Regions from separate parts of the Sus scrofa genome. Here region 1 is linked to region 2. The links are chromatin contacts, called in public HiChIP or PLAC-seq maps. All regions are on one chromosome and are shown on one strand. Each heading gives the region's core, a stretch centred on a gene start, on an enhancer-like site or on the middle of the called end of the contact. The rest is flanking DNA. Distances are from core to core; before and after follow the strand shown.

Region 1 (6,103 bases), core at 3,319-5,818, 210 kb after region 2:
AAAAGCAAAATGCATTTGGGGGCCTTTTAAGCCTCTTGGCTTAGTATCAATTGCCTTACAAATGAGAGAAGGCAAATCATTTTAAATTCTCAAAAAAACAGCTGAAGTCATCAACAATATGTGTTCGTGGCTAGTGGCCAAGGGCCACTGAGATAGCTTTCTGTGTAATTCTTTAGTGGAAATAAGTACATCTTCTATCCAGGCCTCCTGCCTCTTCCCTGGCAATCCTGTCGTGGATTGTACCATGTACTTCTTATCCATGGATTTAGTAAGGAAGCCCTATTGGGCTCACAGATCCTTTAGTTCCTTTGTAATTTACATAATCCACTCAACACAGGCATAAAACAACTTGATCTGAAAGAAGGGGTAAAAGTGGAAATAGAGGATGCCAAGACCAAAAACCTAGGGCATTAGCTCATATTTTATTTTTGGAACTATAATGTTTGGGGGAGATTTTCTGCTCATAGCTTATTTGGGTTGATCCATTCAAAAGTCAGATATTTAAAGCTGAAAATATATTATAGCATGTAATAGCTATACAAATCCTTGAAGGGGGTAAGCCATTATTATCAATATTTTATCATTGATTTTCGTGAGTCTGACCTAAGAGTTTCACCCTGCAAATTTCATAAATTCCAACTGACAGGGAGTGTTTATATATATATATATATATAAAATGATTTTATGCTTTGTGTTTAATGAAAGACTTTCATATACTTTATCTCCCTTGAACATTTAAATAACTTATGAAGGGGAAGGTAGGGATAATTCTCCATCGTGTGTTAGTGAAGGGATTGAGGCTAGCAGAGGAGAGGTAATATTACAGGTTTCCATTGTATTAGGTGTCCTAGTAGTGATGAGACCCTACATTTTTCTGAGTTATGCAAGTCCGTTTCTTTCTCTTTCAGCATCACTGCTTTATTGTTACTCTTCCTTTATATTATTTTTCAGTGAAGGATAGAAAATACCAATTGTCATGTTCCTCTCTAGGTAGTATCATTACTTGGTAGTCTGTGGTCTTATGAGTTCATTTGTAGAATACTCTGTTACAATATTGTCTTCAGCCTTTTAAAAACTGTTTGCGTCTTTACAGATTGGAGAATTGTACTTTGACATTAAAATATAGGAAAGCTGTTTGTAGGCCTTTAAAATGGAATTCTTTCCAACATTATAAATTTGTTTTTACATTTATTTCACCAATAAAATTTAGTAAAGATGTCCATTTTTATTACTGCAGGAAAAAGTCAAATTGGTGGTGCCTGGTATAAACTATGTTTCTGTGGGGTTTTTTTGTTTGTTTTTTGTTTGTTTTTTTAAACTTGGGGATAAGGGTGACACAAGAAAGAGAAGATTCACTTTGTAAGAAATGTAGCTTTACTGGAGGTAAAGGATTCGGTTTATGAGAGTCCCCCAGAGAGAGAAAGAGAGAGTGAGCAGCAGCTCAGCCATTCCATCTTTTCCCTATAGTTTGTTTCATTTCCTTTAGTGTTTAAAGGAGTCTGTGCCTGTCCTACAACCACCTCCTGTTTTGAACTGTAGATGACACATTGAGATGATATGTTGTTATATTTTGGGGGGCAGATCATTCCTAAGACCCAAATCTTTCCATTTTTTTGGTCTTAGAATTAAGTGTGAAAATTCTATTTCTCTTATCTTCTGTTTTTTTGGGGACACTCAGATGAAAATAACCCATTTTGATAGCACTGTCTACATCAGTAAGTAAAGCTTTACCTTAAAAAATATATTTTTTGTAACATTATTTTAAAGTCCATATGCTTCTATTCTATTATGAATTCTCTATTTAGAGCAATAAGTAATTCCATGGCTTTCAATGGTATATTGGATGTATGATGTATATTGAAAAAGAGAATAGCAACTTTCCCCTGGACAGAGATATGAGGATTCAAGCCATAGCTAACTATGATATGGGGACTTGAGAGTCAAGATCCTGACTTCATATGACCTGCCTCAGAACTTCACAGAGGACCTGCCTGGCTCAGGCTCAGATATTCCATTGAGAGATGATGAAACACTTAAATAAAAAATAGTGCACCAGAAGAGTATTTACTGTGCACATCTAGGAGACTTCACCATTTTTATTTTCATTTTCCAACAAGCCATTTTCTTAAGTTGAAATGTGCCTGTTGGATTGTTATCATTTCCTTTTAGCTCATTGAAAGCCATACAGTGTCACTTTAATTCTCTTCTGATCCAGTGGAGATAGAAACCAGTTTGGGGCCTGGTGACTACTACCAAGAAGTAATTCTGTTATTATAGATTCTGTCAGTGAAATTTTCGCCCTTTCCTTCTCCCACCCTGTTTCTTTCCCTAAACTGGGATTTAAACCCCAGATTATCATGAACTTAAGTCATTTCAACTCTGTTGAAATGGTTCTTGCATGTTTCTGCCACCTCCCCTGATTCTCCAATGACTGCCCTTTTTCTGACAAGTTCTTCTACCTCTGTTAGGCAGGAAACACTTTTAATGGTTTGAACCTCCTTCTTCCACCAATTTTCACTAAAAATGAACTTCCACGTTTCCTCTGCTAGATCTGAAACTGTTCTCTCAGAACCCTGTTCTTTTTTTCTGTCCCTAATTTTTTAGGTAGCCACTCAGTCTTCTCCCTTTTGACCTTCTGTCTTCTCTCTGTAGAAGTCCCAACTTTCATAGAGTCAACTTCGATCCCTGTCTACTCAATGGCTTGAACTGGTTAGTTATGATTCTTGGCACTATGTCTTCCTTTGACAATGTTTGTGCCATTTATTCATAGAAAATCTTTCCACAGGGAAGACCTTCACCTTCTTTGCATTCAACATGTCCACAAATTCTACTCATCCTCTTCCCCCAAAACTTTCATTCTATTAGAGGTATTTCATTGTCTCTTAAATTCTAAAATCTGTGGTCATTATTAATATGTCTTACTTTTAAAATATTATCTATCACCAACATCTGAGCTGTCTATCTGTCTATCTGTCTGTCTGTCTATTTATCTGTCATCTATCTATCTGTATGTATTTGTTCAAAATGAGTTTCAGGTTTGTTCTAGTCTCTTCATTTCCCAGTATGATATCCTATCTCATTCCTTCTCCATCTCACAATAGAACTCATTGCTTTATGGGTCCCTCCCCTCCTTCAGCTGTACTTCGCTAACCCAATTAGTCTTCAAAAATTTTTATTTTCATCCTATGGCTTTTTGCTGACTGCTACATTAAATTTCCCCTCTTGGTTGATTTTCAGAGTACTCCAAGACCTTTAAACACACTTCACCTCCCACTGTGCTCTTTCTGTCTTCTCTTTTGTGAGACCAATGTCCTCATTGTCAACTTCTCATGCCGAGTTAATTTCCCTTGTGTGTTTCTTGCTCCCTGAAGCATCCTCATCTCTCAGCTGATGAGAAATACTCCCCATTTTTTTAAAGCTTGATCCATACCCTCTAATACCACCAGCTCATCCTGATCTCTCCCTTCTTTGCTTCCAGACCCTATTGACAGGGTGGTTTGGTATAGTGCCAGGAAGCCCTACTCTATTACTTATCAGTTGTGTTCCATCTTCACATGAAAAATGGGAACAATAGCTTAGAAAGTCATTTTGAAGATTAATTAAGGTAAAGAATTTAGAGTATCCAGTAGTATCTGGTTCATAGTAAAGGCTACAATGTATTAGTTAATGTATAAATCAGTTAATTACGTTTCATTTTCCTGCCACTGAATATATGCCTTTTTTGGGACTGATTTAATTATGCTATGTAACTACAAACTATATATCATAAAGCCAGAATCAAAATATGCCATAGGGGAGACCTATAGAAATCACTTAACATCACGAATTGTAGAGCCTCACCTTTTAAAGGCTCATAATCCAGCTCATCTTTCCTGTGATGCAGAAATGGATACCTAGATTTCTTAAGTCAGCTGCCCCAGATGACACATTTGGTAGGAGAGCTGGCCTCAACCCCAGATGGAGGTTTCTGGACTTACAGGTTTGAATGTTTTCAATTATCCTCTTGTTTATTCCCCTTTTAGAAACTGTTTGAAGGCTGGATTACAGCTCACATTCCTCCATCACCCATAGTCTTTAACCTCATTAAGGGATATGTGGTTGATAGTTGTGGATTTTTGATTCATTCCTTGTTTTGGCCATAAGAATTCTCTGGAAACATCTATGGAGTATGGATTATACATGGGCTTATCACCCTTTTGATGCTTTTAATACTGTTGTAAACATACAAAGGGTCCAACATGTACACTGCTGTGCCTTGGTTCAGTGTGGTGGGGAAAGCAAATGGGAGAGGAAGTTATATACATCTTGAGGAAATCAAGCTTTTCTATTTTTAGCCCTTGCTACTGTTTGAAAAGTACAGTCCTGTTCATGGCAGTCTGGCATGTGTTTCCTTAGTACCATTTCAAACAGGGAAAAAATAAATATGGGAATTTTTTGTAGTGAAAATAGTTACTTAGTGAAATCACGTAAGTTCCTTCTTTTCCTCTTGATGAAACCTCAAACCCACTAGGCACAGATTCCTCAACCTCAACTATGCATGTCAAAGGCTCATGCAGAGGAGGAAACTGCAGTCAGCAAAACCAAGTACAGCACAATGTGCTCTGGTGCCTGAGAGAGAGGCCAGGGAAGGCTGGGGGAGGGGAGGGTGAATTCCTCCGTCAGTGGAGTCTTAGCCACCTACCAGATGGTGCCCCTGGAGAAAACTGAATCCTGAACTATATAGATAGAGACACCTAGTGTCACAGCCCTTTGCTTAAACTGTTGCTCCTGCCTGAGTCTCAGCTCTTCTTTCCCTGAGTGCCTAACAGCCACTCCCCCAATTCAAATATGTAAATTGCTTCTCTTTAGCTGTTTAGATGACATTTTGGGGATTTTTCTAATCTGAGACTGTGTTAGTTCTCATAAGAGAACAGTAAAGAATCTTATGAAAGACAGGATAAACACCTGGTCTCTATTTATTTTATTCTATTGTTCTTTTCTTTTTTTCTTTCTTTAGCACCGCATGTGCAGCATTTGGAAGTTCCCAGGCTAGGGGTCGAATCAGAGCTGCAGCTGCCAGCCTACACCACAACCACGCAGGATCTGAGCAGCATCTGCAACCTACACCACCACTCATGGCAACACCAGATCCTTAACCCACTGAGTGAGGTCAGGGATTGAACCTGTGTCCTCATGGATACTAGTTGGGGTTGTTACCACTGAGCCACAATGGGAACTCCCACCTGGTCTCTATTTAGATGGATTTTCTATAACAGAGCAGGCCTTGGTCAGAAGAGGCAATGGTAGGGTGGTTTGGAGTCTACTGTATGAATTGAGGCAGACCAGACCCTGCATTAGGGTGATGGCCATGACCATGGTGAAGGTTGGCTAGAGTCCAGAGTCATTGGGAAAGAGGAAGGAATGACAAATGGAGGAGTCTGAGATACTTTTCAGGATCGTGACTTTCTTCAGTAAAGAGATATTTGCTTCCTATCCTAGTGTTTACCAAATAGGAAGTTCCTCTGAAAAGTGAGAACTCTGAGCTAAGTGCAATGTGAACCTTACTAAAGGAAATGTTGATACCGTAGAGAAAAGATTACGCCTCATTAAGGAGAGGGACTATACAGTCTCCAGATATAAACAACTCTACTTATATAAAATTGTGATGGTAGGGTGAGAATAATACATTGCTGTAATGAATGCTAATTTGTGGATATTGCTGTATTGTTGTCAATGTTTTTTAATTGAATATGTATTAATCTCCAACAGGGTGCTATGAATAATGCCAACTTACAGTTGATTTATCAGAAGACTTTATAAACACTAGTAAAATGGAAAGTCACAGCACCCCTTCAGGGTGGTAAATGTGGTTGCCATTTGTACAGATGAGGACAAGTGAAGTGGATTGTGTTTGCTCTGTTGGCACCGTGGGTGAGAATGTGAAACTGTCAAATGAGAGAAAAGTCTTTTCCCTGTCCCTGGGAACTGGGTTAGAATACATTAGTAAAGAGCTCTCCTTAAATGTGTTCAGAGTTGTGGGATTTTAATTAAATCATTCTGGTTATTGTTAGCACTTGCATTAGCACCTGATATCCAAATTCCAGGCCAGCAGATTTCAAATCAA
Region 2 (6,123 bases), core at 543-3,042:
TGTGCAAGGCGTATATTTTAATTCCCACTTTGCAAATAAGGAAATGTAGGCTCGGAGACATGAAAGGACTTGCTTAAGTTCTTGTAGAAAGTGGCAGAATCAGCATTTACTTAGTAGCAAAGCCTGTACCCTACCTATATACTTCCATATTGCCTCAACATTGAAGGCTGGAAACTGAGATCCCTATGCTCTTCCTTCCCCTGTCCTATTGGTGGGAAAAACTTTGCATGGGCCAGTGCTGGCTCCTGCTGCCCAGGTGTCCCTTGACTTGTATTCTGATATGGGGACACACCTTCATTGATTACGTGATGCAGAAGACCCTCTTGTGGCATCTGCAGACAGAAAAAGGGGAAAAATCACACCCCTCTATAAAAAGCTCACTCTGAACTCCCCAACCACAGGGAAGGAAGCCTTGAAAAGGAGCTGGTGTGTGATTGGGAATACTGCACTGCTTGAGCTGAACAGTCAGTTCTTTTATTTGCTGTCTTGCTTTCCTGCGAGCATTTTATCCAGACTTTTAGCAATGACTCCCAGTCCTGGCTGCACAGTAAAATCACCTGGGGAGATTTTAATTATAACCATCCCTGGGTCCTGCCTTCTAGATATTCTGATTTAAATGGGTGGGGATGGGACCCTAGGTCTCAGCATTAAAAAAAAAAAAAAAAAAGCATTTCAGAGGATTCCAATGTTCAGCCATAATCAGTGCTTTAATGACAGAAAAGCTCTCTCTTTAGTCTTTCGTTGATATGTATACCTTCTTCTGATCCCAGCGAACCCTCAGTCTTATTCTATCAAGAGGCAGAATTTACACACCAAAAATATTCGTGCCTTTTTTGAGGTGTCTTTGACTTTGGAGAGGGTGCTACAGGAATGGATATAGATGCTGATATCAGTGGCGTTAGGATGGGAATGAGCCACTTTGGTTAGGATCATTGGGAGCAACCAAAAGAAAGAACTTTGGTTTTGCTATCTTCCTTCCTAATTCATTCTCCCTTCATCACCCTCCTGCCCCCATACCAGATTTTCAGCATTGAAGTAGTGTGTTTTCTAGTTTGGTGTATTCATAGTCACATCCAACAATTTTACTCCTGAGCCTATTGTGGCTTATTTACACTAGTTGGATATATGTTTATAGCCTCGTTACTTTTTGTTCACTGACTTAATTTACTACTACATGGAAGAGAATGGTTTCAATTGAGGAGATGACTATGTACACAGTACACATACAGAGGGACTCCATCTTGCTTTGGTGGAAGTATACCCAGACTCTCAGCCTGGCACTCTGAGTTCTTTCCATCATCTGATGCCAGTCTTTCTCTCTAGAATTAAGGCCACTCTTTACTGTCCCTGGGCTCCAGCCAGCTGAACTGTACCCTGGGCCAGGATCTGCCTGATCCCAGCCTTTGTTCCCTTCTTACCCTGGTGAAACATTACCTCTGTCCCTCATCCCAGTGGCTAGAAATAACCTTTTCTTTCCTAGAACCCCACACTGCTTTGAGTGGGAACACTTTTAGAACTTGTCGCATTGTACCTTGAGCTATTCTTATTTATGCGTGTGTGTAATTCTTCCCCTCTGTAAGCTTCTAGAGGGTGGGGCAGCCCCAATTCTGATGTCTCCTGCGGTGCCAAGAATATTGGAGGCATTCCCTAAATGTTTTTTGAATAAATGTGTTACTTTTAGCTCAATTCAGCAGTTGTCAAAAATTAACCTCAAGAGATGTTGGTAGCTTTGGTGAACATTTGGAGAGGTCTACTGTGATGGAGTGAAATCCGGTGACCTAGTTACAGAATATCCCCTGCAGGCTCCCTGGCGAGGAAGGCTCATGTTTAAACTCTGTGAAAGAAGAGCCTTGGCTTATTTATGGCAGTGGTTGTTTACGTGTCTTTTAAAATGACCACTCCCCTCCCCCCTTTTAAAGTATAAAAGCAATGCGTTCTCATGCAGGAAAATTGGAAATTTCAGAGGGCTAAAGAAGAAAATAAAAACCACCTCTAATACCTTCTCTTATTATTAATAAAACCTGTTCTATTTTAACAGTACATGATAATGCAGGGTGCTGTATTTGGAGGAGAGAGTTTGCTTTTTTTTTTTTTTTTTTTTCCTTTTGGCTTTTTAGGGCCATACCTGCTGCTTACAGAAGTTCCCAGGCTAGGGGTACAATAGGAGCTACGGCTGCTGGCCTACACCACAGGCACAGCAATGTGGGATCTGAGCCATGTCTTCGACCACAGCTCACAGCTTAACCCACTGAGCAAGGCCAGGCATTGAACCCATATTCTTTTAGATCCTAGTTGGGTTCGTTACCACTGAGCCATGACCAGAACTCCCAGAGCTTGCTTTTTTGTATTTTTTATAACTTGTGTCAGGTTCGGTGTGTCCAGTGGGTGGGCTATAGTTGTTATTATGTGGGCTGTTTTTATCATCATCATCATTACTGAAACTAAACCAAAATAGATATTGCCACCATTGGTACAGCTCAAGAAGGTCTTCACTGGCTGCACTGTGGTTGAGCACTGTACATTTACAAGTGCTTGTACTCTTTTTTTTTTTTTTTTAAACAACTGTCTCAACAACAGCCACATAGATGACATTGGATGAAGCCAGTGTTTCGTAAGACAGTGTGTCTGGAGTATGGTGGTGAGATTTTGGGGTGGCCACTGGAGGGGGCCAGGTGGCAGGCCTGGCTAAGGGCAGTGAGAGGGGCTGGAAACACGTCCTATGAGAGGCCTCCATGGCTCTTGCTCCTTTATTGGAAGATGCTCTGAGCCTACAGCAATCACTTCATCTTGGTGTACAGTCCATTGTCCTTGCAATATTTTCACCCACAGTAATGGATTTTTACTAGTTATGCAAAAAGAGGAGGGGGTAATTTTAAAGATTGAGGGACCCCCTCTCACAGTGTATTGTGTGTATACCAGATGAAGCTGTTGGGGAAGTAAGATTTGTGTTTAGAAAGCATGTTTGGGCAAATGCATGGGCTGGTGGGTGTGGTTTTATTTTTATTTTTTCTCTCTTTTTAAGTTTTTATCTTGTTCACTTTTATTTTTAAGTAGTTTTATTATTTTTTTAGAAAATGTTTTCTGAGCACCAGAGAAAATTCGAACAATGAAGAAAAGTACGAAGAAGAGAATAGAAATCTCTCCAAATTCATTCTTTAGTGAAAATTATTGTTGAAGTTTTGGAAAACACGTTTTAAAATCTCTCTTTTTGTGTGTGTATGTATATATGTGTATATATGCGTGTGTGTGTGTGTGTGTGTGTAGTATAGATACAGGCATACCCATATTTACATGAATGAGTAATTGCAGGCTTTTCTATGATGTACCTTTTCACTAAACAACATGGCTTGAAAACATTTTAATTTCAATAAATGTAGACCTCTCACACTCAAAGTGTAATGTTCTTAAAGAATGGTGGTAATATTTAAAACCTTCTTTGTATATATATGTATATATATTTAATGAAATGTATGTATACTCATGGCTTCATGATTAAAAATATTTCTTTAGATATAATTGGATAGTATCAGCTTTACCTCTATAGTAGTTCCAAGAAAGGTCCTTTGTTAATTGAGGACATACTGTCTAAGTGTTTCGAATGGAGCCAGCACTGTGCTTGGTGCAGGGATCAAGAATCTGAGATGCTGCTCCTTCCCTTCTGGGTTCAACCTGGCCAAAGTGCAAACACCTAGAAGCCCCAAGTGCTGCCATGGGTGGGTGAGTGGGAGCCCAGGGGACAGTGATGACAATCATTGTTATTGAGCTGCTGCACTCTCCCGATATTCCCTGCAATATGATTCTGGTTATTATTAGAATTAATTAGTAATAAAATTAATATTAAAAATAGTGGTTATTTTGGTAAAAGTAACATGTGCTCCTGTTTTAAATTTAGAATGTACAGGAAAGTATAAAAGAAAAGGAAAACCACCTGTAATCTCACCCTTGACAGGTAACTACTCTGACACTTTATTTGTGGAGGTCTGTTTGGCTTTGTGACCCCAGGTTTTTTAACTGAACTCACTCTCCACAACCTAGTTCTCAGCTCTACTTTACATAACATTTTTAAAGTGTTCAAGATTAAAAAATCATATTTTAACCAAAATGCACTTTCTCTCTTTTGACACCTCCCAATCTCACACACACATACACACAATCACACAAAGGGCATCGATCACTCTTGTTAAGAACCAACCTCTCATTTTGCTGATAGAAAAACTGAGGTTTAGAACTTATCCAAGATTATGTTAAAAAAAAAAGTGGGAATCAACCCTTCAGCCGAGGTCTCCTAAATTCTTGTTCAGTGCTCTTTCTTTTCTACAATGATGCCTCTGTACTAGGTCATAGAAATATGGATGGAGAGAGAAAAGGAAAAACACGTCAATTCTAAAGAGTGCAGTTTTTTTTTTTTTTTTTTTTCCTGCATCCTCTTGCTGAGCTATTTTGGTGACTATTAAGCACATGCACAATCCTGCCTGTCAGAATGTTCTGGCTGGACCAAGAGGCCATTCACTGCTGACTGCCGCCATGCTGTCCCTCTATCATGGCAGGCTGCACGGAATCCTGGGCACAGAAACTAGATGGGAACAGTCTTTTTCAATGTAAAATCAAATTTCAGGGTCTGAGTGTACACGGAAAAAAATTGCTGCCTATTTTGTTAAACTGTACCTAACAATGAAACAGTGATAATAAGAGTGTGTTACTGGCTGGGGGTAGGGCAGTGGGTGATGTTGGGGTTGATTCATCTTAGTCTCTAATTCACTCATGAGTTCCAATGAGTCTCATACATGGATACAAATTATTAATTCTCTCTAGATGTGACCTTATCATTCTAGCTCCCCAAACCTTCAGATGTTTCCTTTTGCATATAGAACCAATCATGGACTTCTGCTTGGCATTTAAGGCCCTCTATGATATATCCTTGACATTGATATAATAAAAAGATGTAAAAATGTAGCAGTTAAGAGCCAGACTTGGCAGCCAGACTGCTCCACTACTAATAGCACTGTTACCTGGGCAGGTTACTGACCCTCTCTGTTTCAGTTTCTTCATGTGTAAATTGGGAACAGGATTGTTCTGGGGATTAAGTGCGTTAGAATTTGTAAAGGTTTACCAGTGACTTGGTCGTAATCCATCACATAGAAAGTGCTTTACTTGTTTATTAAATTGGTACGTTTCCAGCTCTTCCACCAATAGCACATCCCTTTTGCATTAGACTTTGAGTCATTCCTGAGACGGTCACCTCATTTTGCTGCCTCTGTGCAGCTATGATTCTCACTTTTAACAAGTTGGCTCTCTCATTTCATTTCTGACTGTCCAACTCCTCATCATCCTTTTAAGGACAATTTCAAGTGCATTTTTATCCATTTCCTTCTTTACTCATTCACATTCTTCATTCCTTTAACAAATTTTTACAGAGCATCTTTTGTGCCAGGGACACAGTTTCTGAACTCGGGAAGGTCTGTTACTTCTGCCACCCTCACCCTTCCATTGACATATTGCCATCAACCTTGCTTTACAGTTTCTAATGGATTGGTTTGCTCTCCCCTGCTAGAATATTGGCTCTTTGAAAGTAGGGTGCTTAATACTAGGTGCTTATTGAGCTATATTTAAATTGAGTAAATGAACAAATAAAGACTTATCCTTTGTGGGTATAATACCTTCTAATAAACGCAAGAAAATAGAAACAATATTGTGTGTGTGGTAGAGGGAGGAAGAGAGAGAGCAAGAGGGAGAGTGGGATAGAAATGTTGAATGAAGAGAAGGATAATCCTGGTTCTTAGGGCAGTGAACTACTTCCAAGTTGAAGAAAAGCAAAAAGACAGGAATGAGATGGAAGCTGCCGAAGTCGAGAGAAACTGGGTGAGAGAGTAGATTATTTTCTGAACTGTAAAGCATTTTCTCCAAGAAATGGTTTTCCTTAAGTGGTATAAAATGTGGAGTGAATTGGGTCTCACTTTTCCTTTTCCTCTTTAGGAGGTTGGAGCTGATTTTTAAAATGAGGTGGGGGAGGGAGGTGGAGCTTGGAGAAGGAAAGTGAAAACTGTTTTCTGAAGCCTTCTTTTTGCCAAGCAGCTCTTTAGAGAGAAAGTTAGAAGGAGATCCTGCCAAAACTGACCAGAGGCA

What was found. HiChIP or PLAC-seq counts read pairs in DNA pulled down with a chosen protein or histone mark.
Region 1: a contact with region 2 is called in an H3K27ac HiChIP or PLAC-seq map of skeletal muscle. The contact joins two enhancer-like sites. A contact is called at or near these places in 1 of 47 Hi-C or Micro-C datasets (embryonic fibroblasts) and 2 of 2 datasets of contacts at active chromatin or transcription factors (alveolar macrophages and skeletal muscle).

The regions. Positions count from the first base shown.
Region 1 is chr13:126,093,798-126,099,900 of Sscrofa11.1, forward strand. All of the region lies in intron 4 of LPP (lipoma-preferred partner), which reads left to right. Among named protein-coding and RNA genes, the nearest start is that of MIR28, 190 kb to the right of the region's middle. Within about 2 kb of position 4,569, at least 18 of the 83 cell types and tissues checked have an H3K27ac peak or open chromatin away from gene starts, as enhancers often do. A contact at or near this core is called in skeletal muscle, where this site is marked.
Region 2 is chr13:125,883,934-125,890,056 of Sscrofa11.1, forward strand. The region is part of intron 2 of LPP (lipoma-preferred partner); the gene reads left to right. Among named protein-coding and RNA genes, the nearest start is that of LPP, 100 kb to the left of the region's middle. Within about 2 kb of position 1,793, at least 12 of the 83 cell types and tissues checked have an H3K27ac peak or open chromatin away from gene starts, as enhancers often do. A contact at or near this core is called in skeletal muscle, where this site is marked.